Regions from separate parts of the Mus musculus genome. Here all the other regions are linked to region 1. A link is a contact called in public promoter capture Hi-C data. All regions are on one chromosome and are shown on one strand. Each heading gives the region's core, a stretch centred on a gene start, on an enhancer-like site or on the middle of the called end of the contact. The rest is flanking DNA. Distances are from core to core; before and after follow the strand shown.

Region 1 (3,698 bases), core at 521-3,020:
GAACTTACTAATAGAAAAGGGTGACGTTAACTTTGAAATGCTCTCAAGATTCAAGAGATTAATAGATGTGATTTGCATTTGTTCCTTTTTTTAGAAACATCAGGAATAGCAGAGTTTTTTTCTACACTGACATTTTCTTGTAGTAAATGTTGCCATTATCAGAGTGGACTTGTGCACATTCATGACCATGTCCTAAGTAGGTAGGAAGGGTTCTCTAGGAAGGTTTTTGCTGTGTCAGCAACCAAGACAACCAATCACTTTGTATCAGGGCTGGTATTTCTAGAATTTACTAGTAGTTGTGGCCCACAGTATAGGTAGTTGGTTCTGCTCATAAAGCTTAAATAAAGAGTGTATTCTCTGATAGCTAATCTTCACTGTCAGCTTTATAGGAAACAGAATTATGCAGGGAGCAAACTTTTGGATATGTCTGTGGAAAAGTCCAGAGAGGTTCGGCTGAGTTGAGAAGTCCCTCTCTCAGTGTGGGTGGGACCTTCATGGGTTGTATCCCAATCTTTATAAAAAGGAGAAGACACCAGAAGGCCAGTTTTCATCTCCCTCCTTCCTGACTGTCCACACCATGTGCCCAGCATGCCTTGAGCTCCTGCCTCCAGGTCTGCCCACCATGATGACTTCTACCCTTTCTTAAACTGCCACCCAAAACAAAGGTTTCAGGTATCTTGTCAAAGCAACAAGAAAAAGTAACAAATTCAACTCCGCCAACAACAAAACTGGCAGGTATTGCTTTACAAAACGGACTGGAAATAATGTAGAAGACAGCCAAAGAAACGTCGGAAGTCACCCAGTTTATCCATCTAAGTTTTAAATAGAAATATCTCTTAATTTTTATGATAACAATGTTTATTCCTGAAGGAAGTTTAGAATGTGAGAAAGCGGGAACAGGAAATGAACACACCCTTAGTTGTGACCCTCTTCTCATCATTGTTAACCTTTTGGTAGATTCCCTTCACATTTTACACACATACACACAAACACACACACACACACACAAACACACACACACACACACACACACACACACACACAGTGATATGGATCATACAATCTTATGCACTGTTTTTTTCCCCATAAAATATTATGACAGTCTTATTTCAGTGATACTAATAACTCTTGGTCAATATGCAAATGAATAAGTCATATTCAGTTATTAGAAGTCCACAATTTAGCTATAGTTCCATAATTTAGTTTATACTGTGACTACTGTATAGCTGTGAGCATAAATCTTTCTTAGGATGCAGGGTCTGAAGTGGCTTTTACTGGGTTAAAAATCTCTTAACATTTTCAGAGCAGGACAGTTTTCATGCAGCTGGCATCTTGCATTGGCTTTTTCCGTCACTGTAAGTTTGATTAGCCTTTCTTTACACACCGTACAGGCTCTTATGCCTTTTAATTGGCAAGGAAATCAGCAGGAACTGAGCACACACTGGAGGGAGGAGATAAGCAGTCATCACAATCAGCTGCTAAGAGGAAATGGAACTGTAATCCAGCCAAGCTTCCAACAGCACCCTCCTCGATCTGTGTTATCGCCTCTTAATGTGGCATAGCGCTTGATTTACACACGTGAAGAGTTAATGGTTCCTTATTTTTGGAATTTGGGGTAGGGGGAGTAAGTGGAGAGAGAAATGAGAGTGCATTAAATTCATACCTTTCTAGAGTTAATGAGTTCCTGGGAGTATCTTTTTCCTGTGAAGGGATGTGAGCAGAATCGTGAGAAGCTAGTCCGTGCTGTTCTTGACGCGGGCGGCAGCATGGGGAAGCTCTTTGTTTGGGGTTCGGATGAGCATCTGCAGTGAGCAGAGAGGCCCGGTGCCCACAGATGTCACCATGGTTTGTCATATTAGTTCTGATATTAAAAGGCCTCTGGGATCTTCTGAAAGCTAACTATCCATTCAACCTAGGAAAGCTATTTCTGTAACAACCTAGACTATTATCTAACATGACCATAAGTTTGATGGATTGACAATTAACTTGTGTTTCTTAATTATCCTAAACAGTTTGTAGTAGCAGCTTTCAAATGACCAGAACTTCACATTGCATTTTTCAGAATTGCATAGGTACAATACCTAAAATGAGTTGATACATAGTATATTGTAACCAAATATAACCTTAATTTTGTAACAATATACAAAGATATATACCAATGGGAGATTTTTGGCTAGTATTAGCTCTATAGTTCCAGAGTAGATTAAATAATCTACCCTGTATTACTATTACTCCTATATTATACACTATACCCTCTGTTTTCTTTTCATCCCTTCTTCCCTCATTCCCCTTCACACTAAATAGGAGAGAAAGAAGGATAGAGGAAAGAAAAAAGAGAGAAAGAGAAATCCCTGAGTCTAACCTCCATTTTGCTTCTTCCCTGATCAAGATTATAGCAACTTGTAACCACACTCCTTAAATGATGACAAACATACATCATCCATTAAATGACCAAAAACTATCCACATCACCTCTTGCGAATGTGAATATGGCTCTCTTAAAAACGGTTTCTGCCGATTTGAGGTGTTATTTTCCTTTTGGGGGGCCCATAAAAAGTGGGATATTGGTCACTGTTAAGAAAGCTAGCTATAGCTTTGATGACCAGTCTTTGCATGCTGAGAAAGTGCAGGCTCAAAGGAATTTTGAAGGAAAGGTGGTATTGACACAATGGGGTGGTTTGAGACCAGCTGGCTCAGTCTCTTTAATAGGTGGATCTATTCTCTCTCTCTCTCTCTCTCTCTCTCTCTCTCTCTCTCTCTCTCCACACACACACACACACACACACACAAACACACACACACACACACACGCTGAGAAGCTAAGGTATGTTCTTGGGGTTGCCCAAGAAGCATTTCATCCCTAGGCATAAACAAGTGGAATATGAAATAGGACTTCTGGCAGAGGTGCCAACTTCCCAGGATTCTTTTCCTGTACCGAGCCCTTCATAGTCTGAGCAGGTTCTTACTGCTAAAAGATCAAGGACTCCATCTCCAAAACTCCTCTTGTCTTAGTCCCTGTGGGCATGTCTCCTATTCATGGACACTAAGTATGGTATCAGAGTCTAACCAGAAACAGGCAGAGCAGGGTTCTTTCTCAGATCCACTAGCCAGACGTTCCTGCTTTCACAGTCTGAACCACACTCATTCTGTTTTCTTAAACAGAACATTTAAGAACTAGTTTAGCTCAGCCTGAGGCCCTTGGGATCCCTAAATTTTTCACTGCCATATTTTCAACTAGAGAGAGTTTATACTATTTATAAAGCTTGGGTTTCCAGATCAAGTGCAATATTTATGTGTTCCTCACAGAGTTCAATGAGATGGTTGTTGCACTGGCCTAGCAACCAGCCAGCCTACCACTGAAGTTCATATTTATCCTTTATTTTGTTATCACAAATGCACTTTGTAAAAGACGGTTCGAACTCTGCTTGTTCCATCTGCTGTCTTCTAAGACATTAAGATGCTCTTTGAGTGAGCCTTCTAGTCCTGGGGAAATGCCTCTAGGTTAAAAAAAATGTGCTGAAAATTGTGTAAGCTCAAATACAGCCATCTGTCTTCCCTGGCTGAACAAGATGCTGAAGGTCAGGGGTGGAGTCACTCTGCAGTCCCAGCAGTCAGGGCTTGAGCCCATGGGCTCAGAACCAGCCTGGGAAACACGAAGCTATCCCCAACAACTGCAACAGCAAAATCTAGCTGCCGAAC
Region 2 (3,698 bases), core at 405-2,904, 210 kb before region 1:
CCTCTGTAGACACCAAGCACAAATATGGTACATATACATCCAAGCAGGCAAACATTCACACACATAAAATAAAAATAAATACTTCAAAATATTTGCTTATTTCACATCCCAACTGTAGTTTTCCCTCTCTCCTCTCTTCCCACGTTCTCCCCTCCCTCTCCCTCCATCCACTTCTCTTTCCTTTCTCTTCAGAAAAAAAGATCTGTCTCTATGGGTACCACCCAGCCATGACACATCAAGCTGCAGTAAGACTAGGTACCTCCTTTTCTATTGAGGCTAGTCACACCAACCCAGTAGGGGAAGGGCAGGCAGCAGAGTCAGAGACAGCTCCTGCTCCCTCTGTTAGGAGCCCCACAAGAAGTCCAAGTTTCACAACTGTGACACACATATGAAAGGTCACTCCCATACAGGCTTCCCTGGGTGGCAGTTCAGTCCTTGTGAGCCCCTGTGGGCTAGGTTAGTTGACTCTGTGAGGTTTTCTTGTGTCGTCCTTGACCTCCCTGGCTTCTACAATCCTTATTCCCTCTCTTAGGAGTACCCAAGCTCTACCCAGTGTTTGGCTGAGGGTCTCTGCCATCAATTTCCAACAGTTTGCCAGGTGAAGCCTTTTTGATGACAGTTGGGTTAGACGCCAGTCTATGAGTGTAGCAGAGTATCATTAGGAATCATATCATTGACTTTTTTTCTAGTTGTGTTTGGATGTATCATAGGCTTCTGGCCGATCCAGCCTCTGCTCCAGGGTCCTCCAGGAAGTGTCAGGGGTGGGCTTCCTCTCATGGCATGGGTCTCAAGCTGGACCAGCCATTGGTTGGCCACTTCCACAACTATTGTGCCTCTTTTACCACAGCACATCTTAGGCAGGACAAGTTGTAGGTGGAAGGTTTTGTGGCTGTGTTAGTGTCCTACTCTTGTTTGGTTACATGAGATGGCTGGCTCAGGCTCTGTTTACACCCCCCCTCCCCCATTGCTAAGAGTCTTAACTAGGATCACCCTCAAATTCCTGGTAGTTTCCACTCCCCCCCCCCTCTAATTGTCTCTCCCAGTACTCTTTCCCTCCATCTTCCCCACACCTGGTACTTCCTGTTCCGATCCCTAACCCCTACCCCTGTCCAGTCCCCTCTCCTTATCCATTGTGATGTCTATTCTGAATAAACTAAAACTTTGTTTGTTTGTTTATTTGTTTAAATTAGGTCCTTAAAAAAAGAGAGAGAACCTTTTAGGAGCTCAGTAGGACTCTAGAGTTCATTTGCTCCATCTCCCAAAGCCAGTAGAGCCTCCAGTCATCATGATAACCAACAGCAACGCCCCCTTCAGCTCCAAAGCCTTGAGAGCAGGCCCATTCTACAAAGAACTGTAGTCTTAATTTTTTTAAAACTTACTTTTAGTAAGGCTTCTTAAATGTTTTAACCTCCTCTAGCCCACCACCCAACAGAGGTAGTAGAAAAGAGGTCATTAGGATACTGGGGAAGTGGACCTGTTTAGAAATTGTGTTGGTGTCCCAGTTCCTTTATTGGAGCAAATCCAATCTGCGTTGTCGGGAACTCAGCAGTTCAGTTCGCAGAAATCAGCAGCGGCAGCAAATATGTCACAGATACCCCAGCAGCCCAGCTCGGTAGTGTCGGGATAGATAGCAAACATGAATCAGCAGTGGTGGCACAGCCTAGCAGAGACAGCCAGGCCTCAGCTGAATCAGCACGAGTCAGCAGGGGAGACTAGAACCAATAAGGATGCCAGGAGAAGTTCTCTGCTGCGCCTCTCTCAACTAAGTGAAGATCAGCAAAGACGGGAGACCAAAGATGTGTTGCAAAGCTAGCTATGTAAGCCCCTCTCACTGTCCATTGAGTCCTATTTATATTCCATCCAAACATCACGTGTTCTCCACGGGTCTTGTCTCACCATGTATCTTGTCTCAGCATGTGAGTCTGTCTTAGCTAACTTCCAGGTGATTCCGTATCAAGTGACATCACTCTGCCAGTCTCCTGAGTCTGCAGAAGCAGCAAGAAGCCGCTAGAACGCCACCAGAAGTGTTTTGGTGTGTTTCTCTTTATGGAGTCATGACAAACAGAACTCAGCTACACAATATAAGGCAGATCAATACATGCGAGTCTTTAGTGAAGAATCCTTCATCACGCATCCTTTTACATGCTTGCTTTAGCAGGAAAACACTCCTTCATGGGCCTGTCCCAGCAAAAAAAAAAAAACACCATCTGACACAGCTGACTTTCTCAAGAAACCATAAGTGTTCACTTCAAAGAACCACTGTCCTTGACAGAAAGAGAAGGCTCTGAGCTCTCAGCAAATGCCCCATCTGATGGCATTTGTACGTATTTGGTGAATGAATGAATGAAATGAATGAATGAGCAAACCAAATATAAGACTTGAAACAGTGGTGTGGTTGCTTCTTTCTGTAGTCTAGGTACTTAAAACTGAGGGAGGGTAATGTTGCAGGTTGAGCTCTGCTGAGAGGCTCTCCTGGGCTATAATGTGTTCATTAGGAATGGGTGTCTACAGTGGGAGCAAAGCACCTTCAGGCAGACCAAGAAATGGAAAACACCTCGGCTACCTTGGTAGGAAGCTTGGGAGTGAGCAGCCATGGTCTCCAGCTTTGAGCCAATGTTGCTTGGACATTTTGTGTATGCCTGTCAGCAGCCAGAGCAGGATGTCTTTGCAGGCATGGTGGGAAAGCTGTGATCTCAGGGGAAGTGGCTGTCTGAAGTTGAGGCCTCCCTTGTGGGAGCTGGTGGCTATACTCTGCTAACCACGTGGCTGAGCTGGGGCCAAGTCAGTCCTTGATGAAGGTTCTTGGGTGGCTCACCTGATAGAAACAGGCCATCATATCTGTCACATCGCTCGTGCTTCATAGCAGCCTTAGGACATGACTGCAATATTCATTTCCATTTTATAAATGAGATAACTGGTTTAGGAGAGTTCCTCTGTATCCTGTGTTGTAAGCAAGGACAGGAACTCAGGCCTTCTAAATTCCAGGTCCTCTTAGTGATGCCTACGATGGTTACCACCCTCCCTTCTTCCCTCCTCCCCTCTTCCCTCCTCAGTCATTCAGCTGGTATGAAGATGGCTGAGCCTCATCTGCACTGGGGCAAGCGAGCTGCTGAACACTGTCCCCTCATCTTGTTGCTTCTAGGGTTAGCCAAGGAACTTATAGGTTGATTAGCACAGTGGAATGGAGGTTTCATGCTATTATCATTTGATCAGCTTAAGGAATTAATTAAAACAACCTTTGACATGTCAGAAAGCAGCTTGCTCTGTGTCAGGTTTCTCCCATGGGTTATTTCTGGCATGGATGAGGGCCTGCGGTTTATGGCCTCTGGCAGAGTGCTCTGAGGCCTTTAGAATTTCACCTGCTAGGGTCCAGCTAGCTAGTGCCTGAGGGTGAGCAGGCTGCTGGCTGACTCAGGAACCTGACCTGCACATGGACCAGGCAGTGCTTGGCTGTGGACTCTCTGGCATCCTTTATAGGTCACTTTAGTTTGGGCTCTGAGGGGCCCATTGGGAAGACTTTCCAGCCACTTCTAGTCCCTCAGAAGGGACTACAGTTTCTTAATCTAAGTCAAGGCTTTTCCGTTACCGTTTGTTTCAATCATTTTGGCTTTTGATCAGACCTAGTGGGGATTGACTGTTGGACTAGGCCACAGGCGTATGGAGGGCAAGTGTTAGAACCATGATCTTATCAGCCCTGA
Region 3 (3,698 bases), core at 344-2,843, 190 kb before region 1:
TAAGAGTTGCCTAGGTCATGGTGTCTGTTCAGAGCAGCAAAACCCTAACTAAGACAGTGGGTCACAACAAAGCAAACAGAAAGACATGAAAGTGGAAGGGGGGATTGCTGGAAAGAAAGATTTAGTGAGCACGTGAAAAGAGTGAGAAGGAGTAACAATGTGGGGTGAAAACACCAAATTCAGTATTTACATGTATGAAACTGTCAAAGAATAAGACAAAAGCAATGAAGAACCTGGATGAAGCTTGACAGAATGGTTCAGGGAACATTATGTTCAGTGAAAGGAACTGGACATGAACTAACTAGATGACATGTACTGAGGTATCTAGGGTGGTCAGTTCATGGAAGTGGGAGGTATAAGAGTGACGACCAGGGTCTAGGGGAGAGGCACAGGATCTGTTGTTTGGAAAGCGTTTCAGGTGAACAGGTTCTAGAGGCGGAGAATTGTGGTGACTGCCTAAGAGAGTGCAGGGACTTCATTATAATTATAATTAGCCCATAGAGTTTGTTATGTACATTTTCCTATAATATAAAGGAATTGTATTAAAGTAATGAAGAATTCTAAGGTATGAAGAAAAATAAGTGGAGCCAAAAGAAGTTGTGATTCTTCCCTCCCCAATTCTTTTAGTTTTGTTATTATTATTTATTTTTACTTTGTACACTTTCAATGTTTTTTAAAGAATATCTCTTAACAACAACTGGCTCTGGACTTGGTGGTGTGTATGCCTGTAATCCAAGCACTTGAAGTGGAGGTAGAGCTGTGATATCTGTTCTCAACATAAAACCCCAAAGCAAAAACCCCTCAAAGACTTTTGTCAAATTATATTGAAATCAGAAATATCCAGCTCTGCCAGTGAAGTCTTCATTGATATCTGTGTTTGGCTGGATGATTTCCTGGGTAAAATGACCTAAAATGTACTCGGTCTCCTGCCCTGGGGAATTCTGGAAAGTGATAGCTGCCACCGTGCAGGTCCCAGGATGGGCTCAGGTTGAGGACCTGTGTTTTAAACCCAAGACTGTGTACGTAGACTGTTCTTAGAATTGGGCTGGCATGTCCAGGTACTGCTTCATTTTCATGATCATCGGCTACTTTCACAGCTTTGGAATGTACATCAACTCTCCCTTTCCTGAACCTTGGAGGTATCTGAGGCCTGAAGATAGCTTTTCTTCTTTCATTGTTGACTTTGTCTTTAAGCTTTGATCTCATGAGGCAGCTGAAGCCCCTGACAGGTCAGTTTGTTGTTAGTTGATGGTACCGTGACATTTAGGACTAGGGTCATGTGGGTAGCTCAAAGTTCACAGGAAGTAATTGGCCCACACTCTCAGCAGCTTGGCTTGTTTATAGGCTACAGCCTTGGGTCACTTCTCCTGTGTCATTTTCTAAAACAGCAAGGCCTTTGCTTTAAAGCTGTTTCAGCTGGGGTTAGAGTATTGGCTGTATATGATGCCTTAAACAGTGGCTCTTGAAGATGTCTGAGCACAGCATTCTGTTTCCTGTTCGTCTTGTCTTGTTTGGTTTCTTTCTGGTACAGTATGCCCTGGAGGCAGTGCTACAGGGTGCCCTGAAGGAAGTGTTACAGAGTGCCCTGGAGGCAGTGCTACAGTACAGTGTACCTTGGAGGCAGTGCTACAGTGTGCCCTGGAGGCAGTGCTACAGTACAGTGTACCTTGGAGGCAGTGCTACAGTGAGCTTTGGAGGCAGTGCTACAGTGTGCCCTGGAGGCAGTGCTACAGTACAGTGTACCTTGGAGGCAGTGCTACAGTGAGCTTTGGAGGCTGTGATACAGTGTGCCCTGGAGGCAGTGCTACAGTACAGTGTACCCTGGAGGCAGTGCTACAGTGTACCTTGGAGGCTGTGATACAGTGTGCCCTGGAGGCAGTGCTACAGTACAGTGTACCTTGGAGGCAGTGCTACAGTGTGCCCTGGAGGCGGTGCTACAGTGTACCCTGGAGGCAGTGCTACAGTGAGCTTTGGAAGCTGTGATACAGTGTGCCCTGGAGGCAGTGCTACAGTACAGTGTACCCTGGAGGCAGTGCTACAGTGTACCCTGGAGGCAGTGCTACAGTGTACCTGGAGGCAATGCTACGGTGTGCCCTGGAGGCAGTGCTACAGTGTGCCCTGGAGGCGGTGCTACAGTGTACCCTGGAGGCAGTGCTACAGTGAGCTTTGGAAGCTGTGATACAGTGTGCCCTGGAGGCAGTGCTACAGTACAGTGTACCCTGGAGGCAGTGCTACAGTGAGCTTTGGAGGCAATGCTACAGTGTGCCCTGGAGGCAGTGCTACAGTATACCCTGGCGGCAGTACTACAGTATAGTGTGTCTTGGCTTTGTTGTTTTCAGGTAGGGAGGGTATGCTTGGATATCTGATATTTGACTGGGGTGAGCTCATATGTGTCTCCTGTGAAGCTGTTAGTGAACAGGAATCACATATTAGAACCTTAAGATTAAAAGGCCTTCAAAGGTACAGATTGGATAACTGGAGCCTTCTAGGGAGACACCTGACATCTAGGATTTTAGTCCTCCCTGTCTTGGGGTTCAGAATTCTGGATGTAGAGCAGCTTGATCCATTATTATCTTCCATGTGCTATTTTGCTGCTGCTTCTCACTTTCCCTGTTGAATTTAGTTTTTCTGCTCATCTAGAGAATTCCAAGAAAGTGCTGTGTATTGCATCGAGTTCTACTTGAAAATGACATCACATGTTAAACATGGTCCCCACAAAGAATGTATCAATTAAAAATATTTTAAGACTCCTTTCTGAATAGTTTTGTAGTTTTCAACCAGGTAGGTCAAGAGTCCTTATTTTTAAGCAGTGTACATAGGCAGAGGGATACACTATTGCTTTATCTTGTGCAAAGTCCTTAAGCAAGAGCAAGGTCCTGCTGTTTGCGTTATGTGACGACAGGCAGGGGCATGGTCAACTGAGCCAGCATTCCAGGTCTGCCCTCCTGGTTCACTTGTTTTGGACAATATGCAGTTGTTCATGGGACACTCTGGCTGGGGACCATAGGCCACTTCCTTTCACACCATCAAGAGAGTGGTGGCAGTGAAGTGTCAGTCACTTTGCTACTGCAGAGTGGCAAAAAAGAACGTCAAAGTGCTATCCAGGACAGGCCTGCAGTTTTCCTTTGGACTCATAACTTGTAATTTTCAGATTCTCAGTTCCAAACTGTCAGTTAAAGGCATTGTTAGGTCTGCTTTCTTCTTGCTAGGTAAGCAGAATTCCTAGTTTACATTCAAGCAAGAGCTTGCGTGGTTGTTAATTGAGTTTGGTATCTTTCTCTACCTCAGAATTGTTGAGGCAAAACATAATTGAGCACAAGATTTGTATCATGTGACTTAGGCCTAGGCAGCCATGTTTTGTCTATGATTTTTGTACCTATGTTTCTCAAATGAGTGCCTTGTGACATGCTGAGGTGAGCACCTCAGGCAGCCGATCCTCCTCTGGGATCTCGGTCCCAGAGGATGGTCCATGGTTTAGAGTCTGCAGGGAGAGAGGAGACAAATTTCCTTCCATTTCTTGCCTTGGGTTTTTGTCTGCACTGTCTTAATTGCTTCCATTTCTGAAGACCATCCCTTTTGGATTTTATAGAAAGTCAGGGCTGTGTTTTTGGACCTCAGTAATGGAATACCTGCCAAGGAGAGACAAACTCTTGCTCTGTTCATCTCTCTCTCATATTCACAATATTAGGACCCTGCTT

The links. Capture Hi-C pulls out chosen DNA fragments and counts their contacts.
Region 2: a promoter capture Hi-C map of pancreatic islet shows a contact between it and region 1. The contact joins two enhancer-like sites. A contact is called at or near these places in 1 of 115 datasets of contacts at active chromatin or transcription factors (bone marrow-derived macrophages) and 3 of 9 other capture datasets (adipose tissue, liver and pancreatic islet).
Region 3: a contact with region 1 is called in a promoter capture Hi-C map of liver. The contact joins two enhancer-like sites. A contact is called at or near these places in 1 of 115 datasets of contacts at active chromatin or transcription factors (microglia) and 3 of 9 other capture datasets (adipose tissue, liver and pancreatic islet).

What each region holds. Positions count from the first base shown.
Region 1 is chr1:54,688,558-54,692,255 of GRCm38.p6, reverse strand. All of the region lies in intron 16 of Ankrd44 (ankyrin repeat domain 44), which reads left to right. All of the region lies in intron 1 of 4930444A19Rik (a long non-coding RNA gene), which reads right to left. Among named protein-coding and RNA genes, the nearest start is that of 4930444A19Rik, 8.9 kb to the right of the region's middle. Within about 2 kb of position 1,770, at least 37 of the 459 cell types and tissues checked have an H3K27ac peak or open chromatin away from gene starts, as enhancers often do. A contact at or near this core is called in liver and pancreatic islet, where this site is marked.
Region 2 is chr1:54,900,962-54,904,659 of GRCm38.p6, reverse strand. The region is part of intron 1 of Ankrd44 (ankyrin repeat domain 44); the gene reads left to right. Among named protein-coding and RNA genes, the nearest start is that of Ankrd44, 24 kb to the left of the region's middle. Within about 2 kb of position 1,654, at least 12 of the 459 cell types and tissues checked have an H3K27ac peak or open chromatin away from gene starts, as enhancers often do. A contact at or near this core is called in pancreatic islet, where this site is marked.
Region 3 is chr1:54,880,891-54,884,588 of GRCm38.p6, reverse strand. The region is part of intron 1 of Ankrd44 (ankyrin repeat domain 44); the gene reads left to right. Among named protein-coding and RNA genes, the nearest start is that of Ankrd44, 44 kb to the left of the region's middle. Within about 2 kb of position 1,593, at least 43 of the 459 cell types and tissues checked have an H3K27ac peak or open chromatin away from gene starts, as enhancers often do. A contact at or near this core is called in liver, where this site is marked.